Linked DNA regions of Rattus norvegicus: regions 2 and 3 are each linked to region 1. The links are chromatin contacts, called in public Hi-C maps. All regions are on one chromosome and are shown on one strand. The core of a region is the stretch at or near the end of the contact, and the rest is flanking DNA. Distances in the headings are between cores, read along the strand shown. Region 1 overlaps Dsg2 (desmoglein 2). Region 2 has its middle 41 kb from the start of Dsc3. Region 3 has its middle 43 kb from the start of Dsc1.

Region 1 (5,162 bases), core at 1,870-4,369:
CTTCGGTGGCTGCTAATTTTGAAAAATCCTCCCTAGCGGAGGAAGCAGGACCCTGAACTTGGCTTTCACGTTTATGAGCTCTGTGTTTGAACCTGGTAAATACCGGACGGGTGAGTAGCAGTGTGTGATTGCCGTAATCTCCTGCCTGCTCTTCAGATAATGGGTCAGTCTCAGTAACGACGGCGACTCCTGGTGAATCACCCATGAACGTCGGCTCCAGCAGGAAGGCTTGTGCATGGTGCCCTTTTACAGACTCAGAAGTTGGAGGCATAAACTGAGCCAGGCTGGGTTACATCCAACCTGCCCCATCCTGTCCTGCAAGGAATTTTTCTTTCCTGAGAAGTTCTTGGTCATTATGCTAGTTCACAAGATTAATTTTTATTCACTGTCGATTTTATTAACATCCCTAAATCATTCTCTAAGAAGCATCTTCTTGGCTAACAGAGGCCAGCTTTCGAGTTTTTTTTTTTTTTTTCTCCTCTGGGTTTTACCGTACAGAGATGTGAACGGTGCCTCTCACATGTTGCTGGTACCAGAATTAACGGTGAAAATGGTTTGACCCCACCTGATCATTTCCTGTTCAGTGAGTCTGGACTGGGGCCCGGGAACATGTATGTCTCGTCACTTTCCAGGTAATATTGAGGCTTCAAAAGGTCAGTTTCAAAAGGCACTGCCTAAAAATCACAGGGTAGCAATGGAAAGAAAGAAGATGACAGACTGAGCCCGGGCACTTCGTAAGCCCGACAATGAACCCTTTGATGCGGATTGCTGTGGGCAGACGTGACTTCCATATGGTGAAATTTAAACACCGTGAGTTATACGGGAAGGGTTTCACCTTATAAGTACCAATCACGAGGCATAGGGTTGCCTTAGAAATTGTTGTGTAGTCCCCATTAAACCTTTGATTAGTACTCCGCCTGTCTCATCACAGCCAAAGGTTAGTACTCCAGTAGTTAAGCCAGGACCAGTGTCACATTCGGCTACACAGCAGCCCGTGACTGCTGACAAGCAGCAGGGCCATGACCCTGTCTCTCCACGAAGTCTTCAGCGCTTAAGTAGCCAGAGAAGTCCATCACCTGATCCAAATCATACTTGTAGTAGTAATGCATCAACTGCAGCTGTTGTACCACAGAACGCATCTGCTAGGCCTTCGTGTTCATTAATACCTACTCTAGCAGCACACTTCAATGATAATCTCATAAAACATGTTCAAGGGTGGCCTGCAGACCATGCAGAGAAACAGGCATCAAGATTGCGTGAAGAAGCCCATAATATGGGAAGTGTTCATATGTCAGAAATATGTACTGAGTTAAAAAATTTGAGATCATTAGTTCGAGTATGTGAAATTCAAGCAACTTTGCGAGAGCAGAGGATACTCTTTTTGAGACAACAAATTAAGGAACTCGAAAAGCTAAAAAATCAGAATTCCTTCATGGTTTGAAGATGTGAATAATTGCACATGATCTCATAGAGGAACTGTAAATCTGTTGCCCAGTCATAACATTTTGAGCTGCATTTCAGTAGACCATGGACTGTTAAGCTGGGCAAATGAAATGACAAGGGGACGGGGTCTGTGAGAGTCAATTCAGGGGAAAGATACAAGATTGATTTGTAAAACCCTTGAAATGTAGATTTCTTGTAGATGTATCTTCACGTTGTAAATATGTTTTGTAGAGTGAAGCCATGGGAAGCCATGTGTAACAGAGCTTAGACATCTGAAACTAATCAATGCTGAGGTGGCTAAATACCTAGCCTTTTACATGGAAACCTGTCTGCAAAATTAGCTTTTTTTAAAAAAAGAAAAAATTTGGGGGGTTAATTTATCATTCAGAAATCTTGCATTTTCAAAAATCCAGTGCAAGCACCAGGTGATCTGTGTGTGAGGATACGATTTTGAACCTTATGAGCAGTGTACAAATATCATGAGACAACTGATCAGCACTTGCACCTGATCAAGAGCAGTGCTGCTCCATTTGTTTTGCAAAGAAATGTTTTCATTTCCTGTATGTTCCATTCCCTCTGAAGTCCCTTGGCCTGATTTTATCCATTTTTTTAAAGGTGCCCTCTTTCCTTTCTTGGGGCACTGTTGCTGTGGCACTTTTCTATAACCTTCTCATTCCTGTGTACAGTAGCTGGAGTTGCAGTGATTGAGCATAACCCACGTTTGTATAAATTATTGAAATCCATTTTCACCCTGTAAGAATGGACTTAAAGTACTGCTGGGCAAGTGTGCTGGAAGTACATTGACTGCTCAAATACAAGGAAGTGGCCCAATGAACATGGTTGTGGGAGGGGAAAGGAGAAACAAAGCTAGTCAGATGTGAATTGTATCTGTTGTAATAAACATGTTTAAACAAAAAAAAAAAGAAATTGTTGTGTATGTGCATGAATGCATGTGTGCCTATGTGTGTCTGTGTGTGTACTCGTGTGCACAGAGGTCAGAAACTGAGCGTATGAAGTATGAGCTGCCCCTTGTGGGTGCTGACAACATAGACCTGGTCCTCTCCATGAGCAGTGAGCACTGTCGACGCGGAGCCCTCTCTCCAGCCCCAAGACTGCTTTCCGTACGAGGTACTTTCCTTCTGGTTTATATCTCTCCTTCAGGTTTACAGGTAACACCGATCCTGGACATTGATCATTGATTTTTTTTTTTTTTAAGATTTATTTATTATATATAAGTACACTGTAGCTGTCTTCAGACACACCAGAAGAGGGCATCGGATCTCATTACAGATGGGTCTCAGCCATCATGTGGTTGCTGGGATTTGAACTCAGGACCTCAGGAACAGCAGTCAGTGCTCTTACCCGCTGAGCCATCTCTCCAGCCCTGATTTTTTTTTTTTAACCATTTTATTGCCGCACTTCTCTGAAGGCAGCCACAAACGCGTTTGAAATTGGACAAGCCAGAAGTTAAAGTGTATATATGCTCCCTTTTATTTGACATTTAAGAATCATGGGCGGTTTCCATCTTTTTTTAAAAAAAAATTTTTAATTGCGGCGCAATTATCTCTGAAAAGTACTCCTAAAAAAATAAAATGTGAGAAACTGGATCTTCTTCCCTGAGGTTTAAGAATGCAGCCTTCTTACCCCCCACTAGATGGCACTGGTCTGCCAGGAAGACGGACTCCACGACGCACCAGAAACTGACCAACGATTGTCTCCAGAAAAGTGGCCCGGCAGTATGGAACGGTCTGTGCGAACGCGTTTGCAGGATTCTAGCCATGAAATTAGGTAAATTGCTTTTACATTTCGTTGCAGCACCGTGCACTGGCATATGTGAGCTGGCAGACACTGGGTGCTCTCTATGCAGCCCCACATACTGGCACTGAGGGATGCTATACAACCATCGAGTTCCCTTGCCCACACTACCGTTCCCCACTGTAAGCTCCACCATCATGGGAGAGTGTGAGTGCACCCAGAGACTGCTTTGCACCCACATAATTCAGGACTGTGAAGTGTACGGGAGTCAAGTACCTCATATTCAGTGTATCTGGGCACTCCGTTTAGGACCCCTGGTTAGCCTGCAAAGGAATGGGTGTCATGTGCTATTTTATAATACCTTCAGGATCACACTCTGTCCCATCTTCCTCCTGGCCCCAGCTCCTTCTTGCTTGTTCTCTCCTTCCCTCCACACATCCCAGCCCCTGCGTTTACAGCACACTTGGCCACTGCCATCTGGTTTCCCTTCCTGCTTTGTTTAGGTCTCTTCATTCCCTTTCGTAGCCCTGCTTTTTAAAAACTCTTGTGTTCCACACAGATATCATGAAAATGGAGATTCCACGTGTGATAGGAGAAGTGCGATTTCACCGGGCGTTGGTCTACACTGCTTACTATTCATAATTATCCCCAGTTTTATTCACTAACTCTCCCGTGCAAGTCAGATGGCTTTGCTGGCTTCTCAAACACAGAAAGAAATGGACTCACTTGGAAGGACCCTCTCTGTGTTTAAGGAATTTAGTGAGCTTCTAGGCATATGCAGTAGGGTCGCCGCTCTAGTGACTGTCAGAGCTTAGCTGGGAGAGAAGGAAGTTTTTATTCCTCCCAAGAGGGGCTGGTCCGGACCTCTGCATCTCTATTATTTGCATAACCACACGACAGTGTTATAGCTCATAAGTTAGGCGTAGTAAGAGATGTGCAGCAGCTGTAACAGGACCAATCACCTGGACCTTATCGTGGTTTTCCTATCATGGCTGACCATGGCTAACCAGTAGGAGAGTCTTAATCCTGGGAAAACCATCTGCATACGGGGTTCTGGGGAGCTAGCAGAGGCCAAAGCTACTTCCTGCTTCCTGCTGGGAGGGAGGAGGTGGCAATGGGCGTGGCTTTGGAGAAGGTGCAAAAGCTAGGAGAAAGGAGGAAAGCCACAGATCAAAAGACGCTAGCAGGCAGAACAAGCAGCTGTGTCTAGCTAGCGTCTAGGCCTTCCGTAAGATGGTGGCAAGCAGGAAAATCAGACAAAGTGGGGAGGACCGTCACTGATCACGAGGGAGCCACCCCCTTCAAATGGGGAATCTGAAGAATTTCCTGGTACTACAGAAAAAGGCAGGAGACAGTTTGAAGATTAAAGGAATAAGCCAGGAGAGATGGGACGGATAGGGGGAGGGCCATCCTTGGCAGTGCCCCTGGCATGGGGAGGTAAGTGTCTGGACGACTGAGGTTTTCAGACAGCAGCTTTGTTAAGCTAAGATGTTGGGGAACCCTTAGGGAACAACAAAGAGTGGGGGTGCCCAGGTCAGCCTGGCTACTGGGCGGCTTCCCATCCTTCTTACTCATGGTTCTGGGGTCAGTATTCTCTCAGCTGCCCCCGCCTACTCCCTTCCCAGCTTCTGGTCCCAGACGATGTCTCCCAGTGAGGTACCCACACAGTACTATCCTTTCAACCTGTTTGCTTGAAAAACTGGGGTGATGGGCAGAACCCTCTGGGGCCAAGAGCCACAATGAATCATTCTTCTGTCCGTTGCTCCTGTTGGCATGTGAACATTCCAACACTGTGAAGGTAAGCAATGTCCTCCCAAAAACTCCCACTTGGCAGGGAGCCCTTTTGGCTTCCTCTGTTAGTTTGGAGGCCAATGACTTCCCTCTTATCCATTCGTCTGTTGCACATCCTACGTTAAGGCAACAAGGAATCCTCTTCTAGCTTCTCTAAAGGACAGGCCTCCAGG
Region 2 (5,162 bases), core at 1,183-3,682, 480 kb after region 1:
ATTTTGGTAAAAGATAGATTTCAATTTCACCCTTAATGATTCAGATGCCTTTATGTATGTAATCTGTAACTCTAAAGTGATACAGAGTTACTGGTTAGAGAGCTATGTTATAGCTGAAATTATCCTACTGAATCATGCAGTCTTTCTGATATGATGCGATGTGCTGGAAGCTAAAGACAGTCTTAAAAATTACTCCTGCTCTGCTGGGTTGTTTTTTAAAAAATATGAATCATCATAGACAAGTTAAAACAGACATATAATAACATAAGTTTACCTGAGGAAATGCCGAGCATAAAAGGCCCAAGAAAGAGAGAGCACAGGGACAATGATACATTTTTTCCTGTCTTAGTAACACTTCTGCCTTGTGCTTGTAACTTAGTGAAGTGCACAGTACATCTCTGAACCAAAGTCAGAAGCGCATTTCAGGGATTGAATGTGACTATGTATAAGTTCAGATGGTCAAAGCCATGTTACTCTCCAAAAGAGGACCTTGTCAAACCTGAAAAGTCTTGTCATTCAGAAGATCTGGGCTTTATTTTATTTATTTTAAAATTATTTTCTTTTCTTTGTATGTGAGCCTGATTGTATTTCTGTGTACCAGGTGCATGCAAGAGTCTACGGAAACCAGAAGAGGGCACAAGATTCCTGGGAACTGGAGTCGTAGATGGTTATGAGCTGCTGTGTGGGTGCTGAGAACAGAATCAGGGTCTTCTGTGAGAGTAGGGAATACTTACTGGGCATGCTCTGCAGCTCCAGGACCTAGATCTCATATGTTAACCTGGGCTTCAAATCATGTCTCCAGTGACAACCCATGATGTCAAATACACCTTTACTTTCCCAACTTACTTTGTCTCTATACTCAAAAATATTTAGGCAAAAGGGAAATAGGAACATAATCCCATTACAGTAAATTCGTATGCTTATATTTTTGAGAGTGCACATCTCCACAAAATTGGATAAATTCTTACTTCTGTCACTGTCAATCCAATACTTTAACCAGTTTTAATTTTTGTAGAGGACTTTTTAACTCCTCTGGGTGGAATACAGATATGCCTTTAGTATACACACACCTTTAATGCCAAACAATGTAGGTAAGTTTAGTTCGTAGAAGGAGCAGTGCTTGATAGTGATGTCTAATTGAGGGGCAGACAAAGTGACAAATCAGAGAAAGATTAGACAACGTGAGTCAGAAATAAGATGTCTCATGGGGACAGATAGGAAAGAGACACTTCTTAAGAGCAGCACAGGGTGGGGGAGGGAGAGAGAGAGAGAGAGAGAGAGAGAGGGGGGGGGGGAGGGAGAGACAGAGAGACAGAGAGACAGAGAGACAGAGAGACAGAGTTGAGAGTTGAGGCAGTTGGGAGTCAGAGCTGGGAGTTTGTCCTGAGTTCATGTAGTTGAGCACAGATCAGCAGAGGCAGCTGAAGTCAGAGAATAAGAAGGAGTCAGATGAGAACAGATGGCCAGAGTTAGTTTGAGGCCAGGCAGAGCAATTCCATGAGGAGCTAAATTGAAACAGTCAGCTCTGGAGTTTGAGTCAGAACAGCTGAGTTGAACCAGCCAGCAGAGTTCAGAAAGAGCTAGAAAGAGTGAGCTTGTCCAGCAGGAAGGCTCCAAAATGACAATCACACCAGGCGAATAAAATACTTTTACAAACTTTCACTCATTTTACAAATGCTTAAAAGTCGAATCTGCAATCAACTTGTATTCATATTTTTTAAAAAATAACAATTAAACCAATCATTATTTCTAACTGCTGATTAGATTAACTTCCACTCCATAACTGAGCATGCACAGCAATCATGTAACAGCAGGTTAAAGCCACTGTCTTCAGGAGACTTTAAGACAGCATAAGAATAAAGACCCAGAGAGAGGGACAAGAAAGCACACACAGATGCACCTGTAGGGGCTGGAGAGATGGCACAGTGGTTAAGAGCACTTAATGCTCTTCTAAAGAATCTGAGTTTAGTTGCTAGACCCCTAGTGGGTACCTCATGATATCCTATTCAGATCCAGTGTTTATGTGTTCTTATGTACTGCATAGGCATCTGCATATACATATATATATGTAAATAAAAAAATAAAATAATCCTAACACACACACATGGTGTGTGTGTGTGTGTGTGTGTTGTTGTAAGACTTGAGAAAAGCCCACTGAGTCCTGTGTACAGGATGTCCCACACACAGAGACACAGAGACGGAGATCGATATAATAAGCAAGAGGTTTACTAGTCTAGTGCACTAGGGTCATTCTGCAATCGGGGCAGAGGTGACCCCCAGGGACAAAGGCACACACTTTTTATACTGTTTTAGGAGTACAAGCAAGGTTACAGTTTAAACTTATTGGCTAAGCACATTGACCTTTGAATCTATTGGCTAGTAAGTACAACACACATTCAAGCTCCGGCAGGGAGGTGTCTTTGGCCCTGTAGAGGAGACAGTGGGGGGTCCCACCCCTATTGTGGTTGTGACACTTATAGAATGGAGTGTTTACTCAGCAAATTCTTGTGGCGCTCCCTGGCAGGAAGACACCTGATGTTTTCTAAGAGAGCTTTTGTCTGCTTGGTCCCCACATTCAGTGTGTGTGTGTGTGTGTGTGTGTGTGTGTGTGTGTGTGTGTGTGTACTTAGGCCAAGCCAAGAGCAAGGTTCAAGTTTGAGTACAAATAATGCTCTGATTTTTTTTGTGTCCATGTGTGGAAATACTTTGTGACTTGTCAGGTGACCTATGTAAGTACTAGATCTACCTACGTAGTCTCTTGTTTAAAATATGACCATTCATTAATTTATTCATTCAGTTAGTGATAATTCTTGGTCAGTTACCACATGCTAAGGATAGTTTTCAATGCTAAAGATATAGCAGTGAGGAGAGTAACTAAAGCCAGTTTTAAATTTTAAGTTTCATTCCTGGAAGGGAGAGGAAATGCTTTGCTTGGCGTGTCCCTATTTCTAAAGGCAGCATATGTGAGCTGGAATGGGGTGGGTGTGGGGATCCCAGTGGGATGTCTGGGCTTGTATCCTGTGTCCACCCAGCGTCTGGGATCTTGCTTTGGTTCAGTAAGGGGTGCCTGCTCTCTTGCATTTTCTCCCTCCATTCTTTTTTTCATCTTCTTGCTTTCCCATGGTCTCACTGTTTTTTCTTTAGCTCCCTGGGCTACTCTGTTTCTTCTAATTTTCTTTCTGCTCCTTCCCTCATCTGATTTTCTGTGCTTTCTTGAGCTAGATCTTGAGCTCGCAGCTGGGCTTTGATGATTGCCAGAGGTCTTCATGTGCGCATCACAGGGAGGCTCCTTTGTAACTGACTATCCAAGAAGGCATGTGCCAGCAAGTGTTTTAGAGAACCTCACTGCCAATACCAACATTTGGCATCTTGGTCATCTTCCAATAGTGGGGCTCTAGCTTGTCCTTCAACATGTCTCTACAGCCTGGATCTGTAGAGCCATTTACCCTCCAGCTGGCCTATGTTACCTTTCAGCGTTTTGTCTCTACCCTGAGCCAATGTCTTACACTGACACTTGGCGCCCCTCTCTGAAGCAAAGACCACATGTTTCCTCTTGTTTTATATTCTAAGATTCTACGCACTTCTGAATCCATAGATCTACAGTCTTCTCTGTGGTAAGAAAGGTAAGAGATAGAAATACTTGTGCTTGCAGTAATTTGCCAGCCACATACATTTATATTTTTACAACAACAAACAACAGGATTTCAAGATGCCAGAAGCCTGCAGCCTATGAGACTGCTCTTAAAATTCTTCATGGTTGTGTGAGAGACATTCATTACGATGAGCGATAATGATGATGAGTGTCCATTGTTTCTTAATTAGAGAACATGGCTGATTATTATGCCATTATTAGATCAGTTTATCTATTGATCATGTCAGCTGCTTCTTAGTTCACGGTTAATGTAGTTACCCCCTTCTTCATTTAACGAGGAGCTTTGCTCATATGCCAGGATATCTTGGTGTATGTGTGATAGATGTCTCTTCACATATGAACTCTTTAAGTTCTACATAGCAAATGTGAGCTTTCCCTGAAAGAAATGTTTCCGTTGTCACACTCTGAGGTATCGGCCCTTGTGACTTAGTGTTTCTCTCGTTACTTTGTCATTTCTGTTACATTTCCTTGTGTAAATTGTTTTATCTGAGGAGGAATCTTCTATGACCCTTTTCTATTGATGTCTTACAAATGGCCAAGAACTTTATGGATTTAAGGAGCCCAGATTTATAATCAGGATTCTATGATCCACCCACCCCCACCCCACAAAATGCAGCTGGAGATACCAGGAAGCTGCCATACTGCACTGCACTCTCACCCAGAGGCCCGAAGAAGAAAGACTCACTCAGGTTGCTGGCAGACTTCATTTCCTTGTAGATTTCCCAGTTCTAGCTTCTTGTTGTTTTAGAGACATGGTCCAAGTTAGCCTTGAACTTGTGATCCTCCTTTTTCAGCCTCCCACATGCTGGGACTTCGGATGCTGTCACTACACCCAGTGGTGCCTGTTTTTGTTGCCTGTTGTCACTGTGGTGGGGTGCCCTCATGTCTCACAAGCAACATAGAGGCTTTGACATGCTACTTTCCTCAGTGTAACTCCTGCTGTCTCTACTCTGCCATATGGAGTCTTAGCCAAAGGAGAGACATCTCAGCCACATGCTTTTATTTTTCATATACTTAGAAGGTATTTTATTATTGCTATTTTAGTTATTTGTGTGTGTGTGAGTGCATGTGTGTCTGTGTGTGTGTGTGTGTGTGTGTGTGTGTGTGTGTGTGTGTGTGTGTGCGTGATATGCTTGGGTGAGGGCATGTGTGTTACTGAGTATTTATGGAGGTCAGAGGACAGCTCTGTGAAATAGGTTCTCGCCTTCCACTTGCAGGGATGGAGCTCAGGTCCTTGGGCTTATGCTGCAGGCCTTTGGTCCATCTCATCGACTCTCTTCACCAAAGTTTAATGATTAGAGGCAAATTACATTTCCTACTTCAAAGAACAAGTTGGACACCCAGGCATGAGTAGAAAGTTGAGATGTCATTAGGGGTCACTTAGGCTCTGTCACATGTTGGAGATTGGTTCTAATGATTTGATTCAATCGGGAATCTGCTCGTCCAAATGCTAAAGGTTCTTGTCCCCAATTGGTTTTTGATAGATCAATAAAGATGCCAGTGGCCAATA
Region 3 (5,162 bases), core at 1,671-4,170, 280 kb after region 1:
AACCATTCTGAAACCTTTTTGGAAAGGCATGGAAGGGATACCTCTCAAAACTGTGGAAAGCGCACCAGCTGTGGCGGATGTCAGGAAATTGTTACTGCTGACGGACAAAGCATATTTTATGTTTATATTAAAGGGCCCAGCCTTATTCTCTCTCTGGAGAAGTCTTTGCTCATTCTGGGACATATGCTACTGTCTTTACACCTCTCTCTCCTCTTGATGCTTGTATTTAAATCTATGTTAAAACCTCTTCTTAGTTAGCTCCAACTTGCTTCATCAAAAATAAACAAACAAATCTTAAACGACATTAAGAAACTATACTAGGGGCACCCATTCTCCTATATATCACCCCTGACAATACATCAGACTAGAGTTTAGATATACATACATACCTGCCATTTAATTGGAGTGATAAATCAGATAGTGAAAGTAGGATTTGTTCACTTGTGCTGCCTGTGTGGCAGACATTAGGAATCGGTCCAGGTCCGAAACAGGTCTTATATTCACGTTAGAGTTTTTCTTCTTCTTTTTTAACAAGATTAATTTTGTGATCTATGTTGTGAAAATGCCACATTTGTGAATGAATTGGGATGTAGAAGAAAGAGTAATAAAAACATTCTAATGGTTTCTACTTAGTTTTGGACTGAGGTACATACTTTACCTATTAAGGTAGACCTGGCCTCCAGGTTCTCCCAGGATCCCTCAGTCTTTACCCAGAATACTCTGCTCCCAACCTTGAACATTCCAACCCAAGAGCTGGGCTCCTCCTACCCCCAGAAGAGGCTCCTCCATATATAAACCAGACATTTTGCTTGCTCTCTCTCCTTCTTCTTCTCCTCTCTTTGCATATGCCCTTTCTCTCTTTCTCTTCTGTCTGTCTGTCTGTCTGTATGTACGTGTGCATGCCTGCTGCCTAGAGAGGTCAGAAAAGGGCACCGAGTTTTCTGGAAACAGAGTTACAGATGGTTATGTGCCACCATGTGAACTGAGATCCTCTGGAAAAACAACCAGTGCTTGTAACCACTGAACACTGACAACTTCTTAATTACCTTATATGTTAGCCTTTTGTATAATATTAGAGTATAAAATTGGTACGAGAAGTGGTACAAACATCACACACATAAAAAGAATTTATGAAATTTTAATCTGAAAGATCTACTAATAACAAGGACAAAATGTGGTACACCGGAAAGATAACAACCTGTTCGCATGCAGAAAATGACCAACAAGAGTATCACATGTGATGCCGTGCAAGACACATAAATTGAACTAGGTGAAGTGGCTAGAAATTTCCAGAAAGAGTATGTGAAGAAGCATGGGTGAAGTTTAGAAGTTGGTAAATACATATGCTTAAGAGGGGCATTAAAGATAAATAAACACGCAGTCACATAGACCCAAAAAGCAAAAGTCTCAGAAACAAACAGTCCTAGAAAATTGTCTCCAATGCCTACATAGCAGGGATGACAAGCTCCCAGATATCAAGATGAGAGGCCAGCAGACTGGGAAAGAGGAAGGCACTTTCATCAGAAAATCGAGGAATCAGCCTCAACCCCCATCCAAGTTTCATGGGCCTTTTCATTCCAATTCGTAGTTTTTGCTGGATTCTCCCTCTTCCTGTCTATTTGAGAGTTAAGGCAGAGGTAGGAAGGTTATTGATCTGATGAGGAAGCCCCATGATTCCACCAGGGATCCTGAACTTTGAAGGGGATAAAATAATGATCAGATTTTGGATTACCTCCCTTGAAAACCAAATAGTGCATTTAATTTGTGGAAAGAAATCTACATCGAAATGACTTTTAGCTAGAGTCAAACTCTGTCAAGACAGTGCCACTTTTCTACCTAACTCCTTTCTCCTGTGTTCTGTAGTGACACTGTTTGAGTCTGTTTCTCTTTACCTTTCCCAGGGTCCTTTGTGGATAGTAGGATTGTGGTTCCTCCTGTAATAGGAGCAACTTTGAAAGGTATAATTCCTGCTTTATCTTTGTAAAGATAAGTAAGAACTCAAAGCCCGAGGTTGAAAGATATGTGGGACCAACTCCTGGAGTAATAAAGATGAGGAAGTAGGTGCAGGCCTGATCAGGTCATGTGCAAACTCAGACGTTATTCTGTCAAAACCACTCTGGGGTGGGGGTGGGAAAAACTTAGTGAATGAGAAGATTGAAATAAGAAGTTTGGCATTTATCTAAAGGCCAGAGTTTTGGTTCAGTTAACTGTTGCCTGGGTACCCAGGTAAAGACAGTAAAATGGTGGCAAATCTGGCTTCATTCCCTTAAAGATGAGAAATGGGATAACCTTACCATGTGTGTCTGTGTATGGATAAGGAGCAGAAGAGAGTGGAGGGCTCTCTCCTGGGATCCACAAAATTCATGAGCTAGGACAGGGAAACACAATGAGCGATGTCACAAAAGAGGAAGTGCTCCTAAAGCCGAGAGAGCATTTCCCCATTCTATCCCACGGGTATGGCCTTCCGAGAGACAATGGTAGTTATGACTAAACGCTACCGTGTGTCTGAGGCCTTGCACATCGTGTTGCTCTTTGATCATTCATCAGGAGAGAAAAGGAAAAACGGTGGCAGACGTGCCAAAGTTCATATCAGCAACACTGCCAGGGCTATGGTTTTTACAAGAGAGAATGTGATTCTACCGAATCCCCAGCTGTGTTTAGTGAGGGTTAGATCCTGCTGAAGAACATTTGTTCTGCAGAGTACCTAAAGTAGCGTCTCCAGTTATGCACAGCCCCCCACCCCCCATACACCAAACTGTATAACCAACGAAATCGTTTTTAAGTATTTCAGGCCATAAAGCAACAGACTTTGCTCCTGGAGGAAGGCGGCTTTATTTGGAGTGGGGGTTGGGAAAACTTCACCCTGCAGCAAATAGGGAAAGGCAAAGGTTCTCTGAGAGTGGAGTTGCGGTCCACATTGGGGCAAACAACCAGACTAACAAGTTATTTAACCATGAGCTAACAACCCAAACGAAGGACATGGTCCACACTGTAAACATCCCTGACTGAGGGAGGGAGGAGAGAGAGAGAGAGAGAGAGAGAGAGAGAGAGAGAGAGAGAGAGAGGCACTCTGGGTAGAAAACTGCCCATATCAAATGCATTTTTTTTTAAAGCAAATTCTTATCTAATCTAGAGCGCAGCTGCTGCTCACTCTGGTGACTGCGTTATAAAACCTTGTAGAAAATCAGGTTTAAAAAGAAATCAGCGCTATGCACCATAGGGGTCAGCGATCCTCAGTCCACTCTTAGGTATGCTTTTTACTCAAACAGGACTAACAGCAAAATGGGAAATTCAGAGAAACAGAGAAGAAGGAAAAAATAATCTAGACTTGTTATGGTATCCAGATTTTCTGGTTTCTATGAAAATGTAGAACAGGCAAAAATAAACAAATAGTAAAAAGCTATTTCTGTGTCAACTTTCCTGACTGGCATGGCATTTAGTAAATGAATATTAAATCAGATACTTCATATGTGTTAAAAGAATCCAAGAAATTAGGGTACGTGTGTGTGTGTGTGTGTGTGTGTGTGTGTGTGTGTGTGTGTGTGTGTAAGGAACTGCAGGAAATGCAAGGACAGCCCCTGGAATGGGGGAATGCCAGTAATACAGCAGAATCCCCCTGAAAGAGAGTCTAAAGCTGACAAGTATGCAAACAAGTGTTGACAGGATCCAAGAAGCTGGAAGAAATTTAACTCTCTCATCAATTTGTGATGGGAAAAAGCACCCTGTGGTTGTGCAGTGGTTAAAAATAAGACTTGAGCCACCTGACTGTACAGATGAGACACAAAATGTTATGCTGTGCTCCTTGGCTAAATTCTTCTCACTCAACTAACCTTCTTCCCACGATCTTCATGGGAGCCTTCCCCAGTAACTAGGAAGGGTTGTGTAGATCATTTACCTTAGTCTTTCTAACTAAAACACAGGAAAAATGGAAAGGAAAAACATGAAAATACAGCTCAAAGTCAGATTTTTTTTTAATTTCTTTTATTTTTACAGTCCAGATTTTATTCCCTTCTCAGTCTACCCTCCAACTGTTCCACATCCCATACCTCCTCCCATCCCCCACTCCCCCCATCTCGTTTCCACAAGGATGTCCCCCTACACCCACACCTGACCTCTAAACTTCCTGGGGCCTCCAGTCTCTTGAGGGTTAGGTGCATCTTCTCTGACTGAACCCAGACCCTGGAGTCCTCTGCTGTATCTGTGTTGGAGGCCTCATCTCAGCTGGTGTATGCTGCCTGGTTGGTGGTCCAGTGTCTGAGAGATCTCCGTGGTCCAGATTAATTGAGACTGCTGGTCTCCCTACAGGTTTGCCCTCCTTCTCAGCTTCCTTGGGCTTTTCCCTAATTCAACAGAGGGGTCAGCAGCTTCTGTTCATTGGTTGGGTACACATATCTGTATCTCAAAGTCAGACTGTTAAGTAAAAAATTTAATAAAGTAATTCACATACCTATAAACTACATATGACCAGGGAGACAATTTAAGTCATATTTTTCTCAAACCTGTGTACAGTAGATGTAATGAAGGGCCAGTGTGGAACACGAAATATAAGTGATGTATTAGAAAAACATGAAACCATTCCTTTTATATCCTGGGTTTATATGCCAAGAATTAGAAAGAACATAACTCTTCATTCTTAGAAGTTCATCATGGGGGACCTGGGGGTAGCCACCAGCAAGTCCCAGATGCCAGGAGAGCAAGAGGCTAGGATTCAACAGGGATGAGATTAACTGAAAGGCCCAACAAGGGGGAGGGAGAACCTGTAGAGACCACATCCAGAGGTTAGGCAAGGCCCCTGGTTGAGGAATGGGGCCACCCACTCATCTCCAAATTTTTAACTCAGAATCACTCCTGCCTAAAGGAAATATGGAGACAAAGTGTGGAGCAGAGACTGAAGGAAAGGCCATACAGAGACTGCCCCACCTCGGGATCCATCCCATATACAGACACCAAATCCAGACACTATGTGAATGCCAAGAAGTGCTTGCTGACAAGAGCCTGATATAGCTGTCTCCTGAGAGGCTCTACCAGAGCATGACAAATACAGAGGCAGATGCTCCCAGCCAATCATTGAACTGAGAACGGGGCCCCCATTGGAGGAGTTAGAGAAAGGACTGAAGGAGTTGAAGGGGTTCGCAACCCCATAGGAAGAACAGCAATATCAA

Evidence for each region. A called contact is a pair of places that touch in the nucleus more often than the background predicts.
Region 2: a Hi-C map of liver shows a contact between it and region 1, with 4 times the contacts expected there. The contact joins two enhancer-like sites. A contact is called at or near these places in 3 of 12 Hi-C or Micro-C datasets (the A7r5 cell line, hepatocytes and liver).
Region 3: a contact with region 1 is called in a Hi-C map of liver, with 3 times the contacts expected there. The contact joins two enhancer-like sites. A contact is called at or near these places in 3 of 12 Hi-C or Micro-C datasets (kidney, liver and mammary epithelial cells).

Annotation. Positions count from the first base shown.
Region 1 is chr18:12,126,773-12,131,934 of GRCr8, reverse strand. The region is part of intron 1 of Dsg2 (desmoglein 2); the gene reads right to left. Among named protein-coding and RNA genes, the nearest start is that of Dsg2, 8.1 kb to the right of the region's middle. Within about 2 kb of position 3,119, at least 7 of the 93 cell types and tissues checked have an H3K27ac peak or open chromatin away from gene starts, as enhancers often do. A contact at or near this core is called in liver, where this site is marked.
Region 2 is chr18:11,645,406-11,650,567 of GRCr8, reverse strand. No RefSeq gene overlaps it. Among named protein-coding and RNA genes, the nearest start is that of Dsc3, 41 kb to the left of the region's middle. Within about 2 kb of position 2,432, at least 2 of the 93 cell types and tissues checked have an H3K27ac peak or open chromatin away from gene starts, as enhancers often do. A contact at or near this core is called in liver, where this site is marked.
Region 3 is chr18:11,844,244-11,849,405 of GRCr8, reverse strand. No RefSeq gene overlaps it. Among named protein-coding and RNA genes, the nearest start is that of Dsc1, 43 kb to the right of the region's middle. Within about 2 kb of position 2,920, at least 2 of the 93 cell types and tissues checked have an H3K27ac peak or open chromatin away from gene starts, as enhancers often do. A contact at or near this core is called in liver, where this site is marked.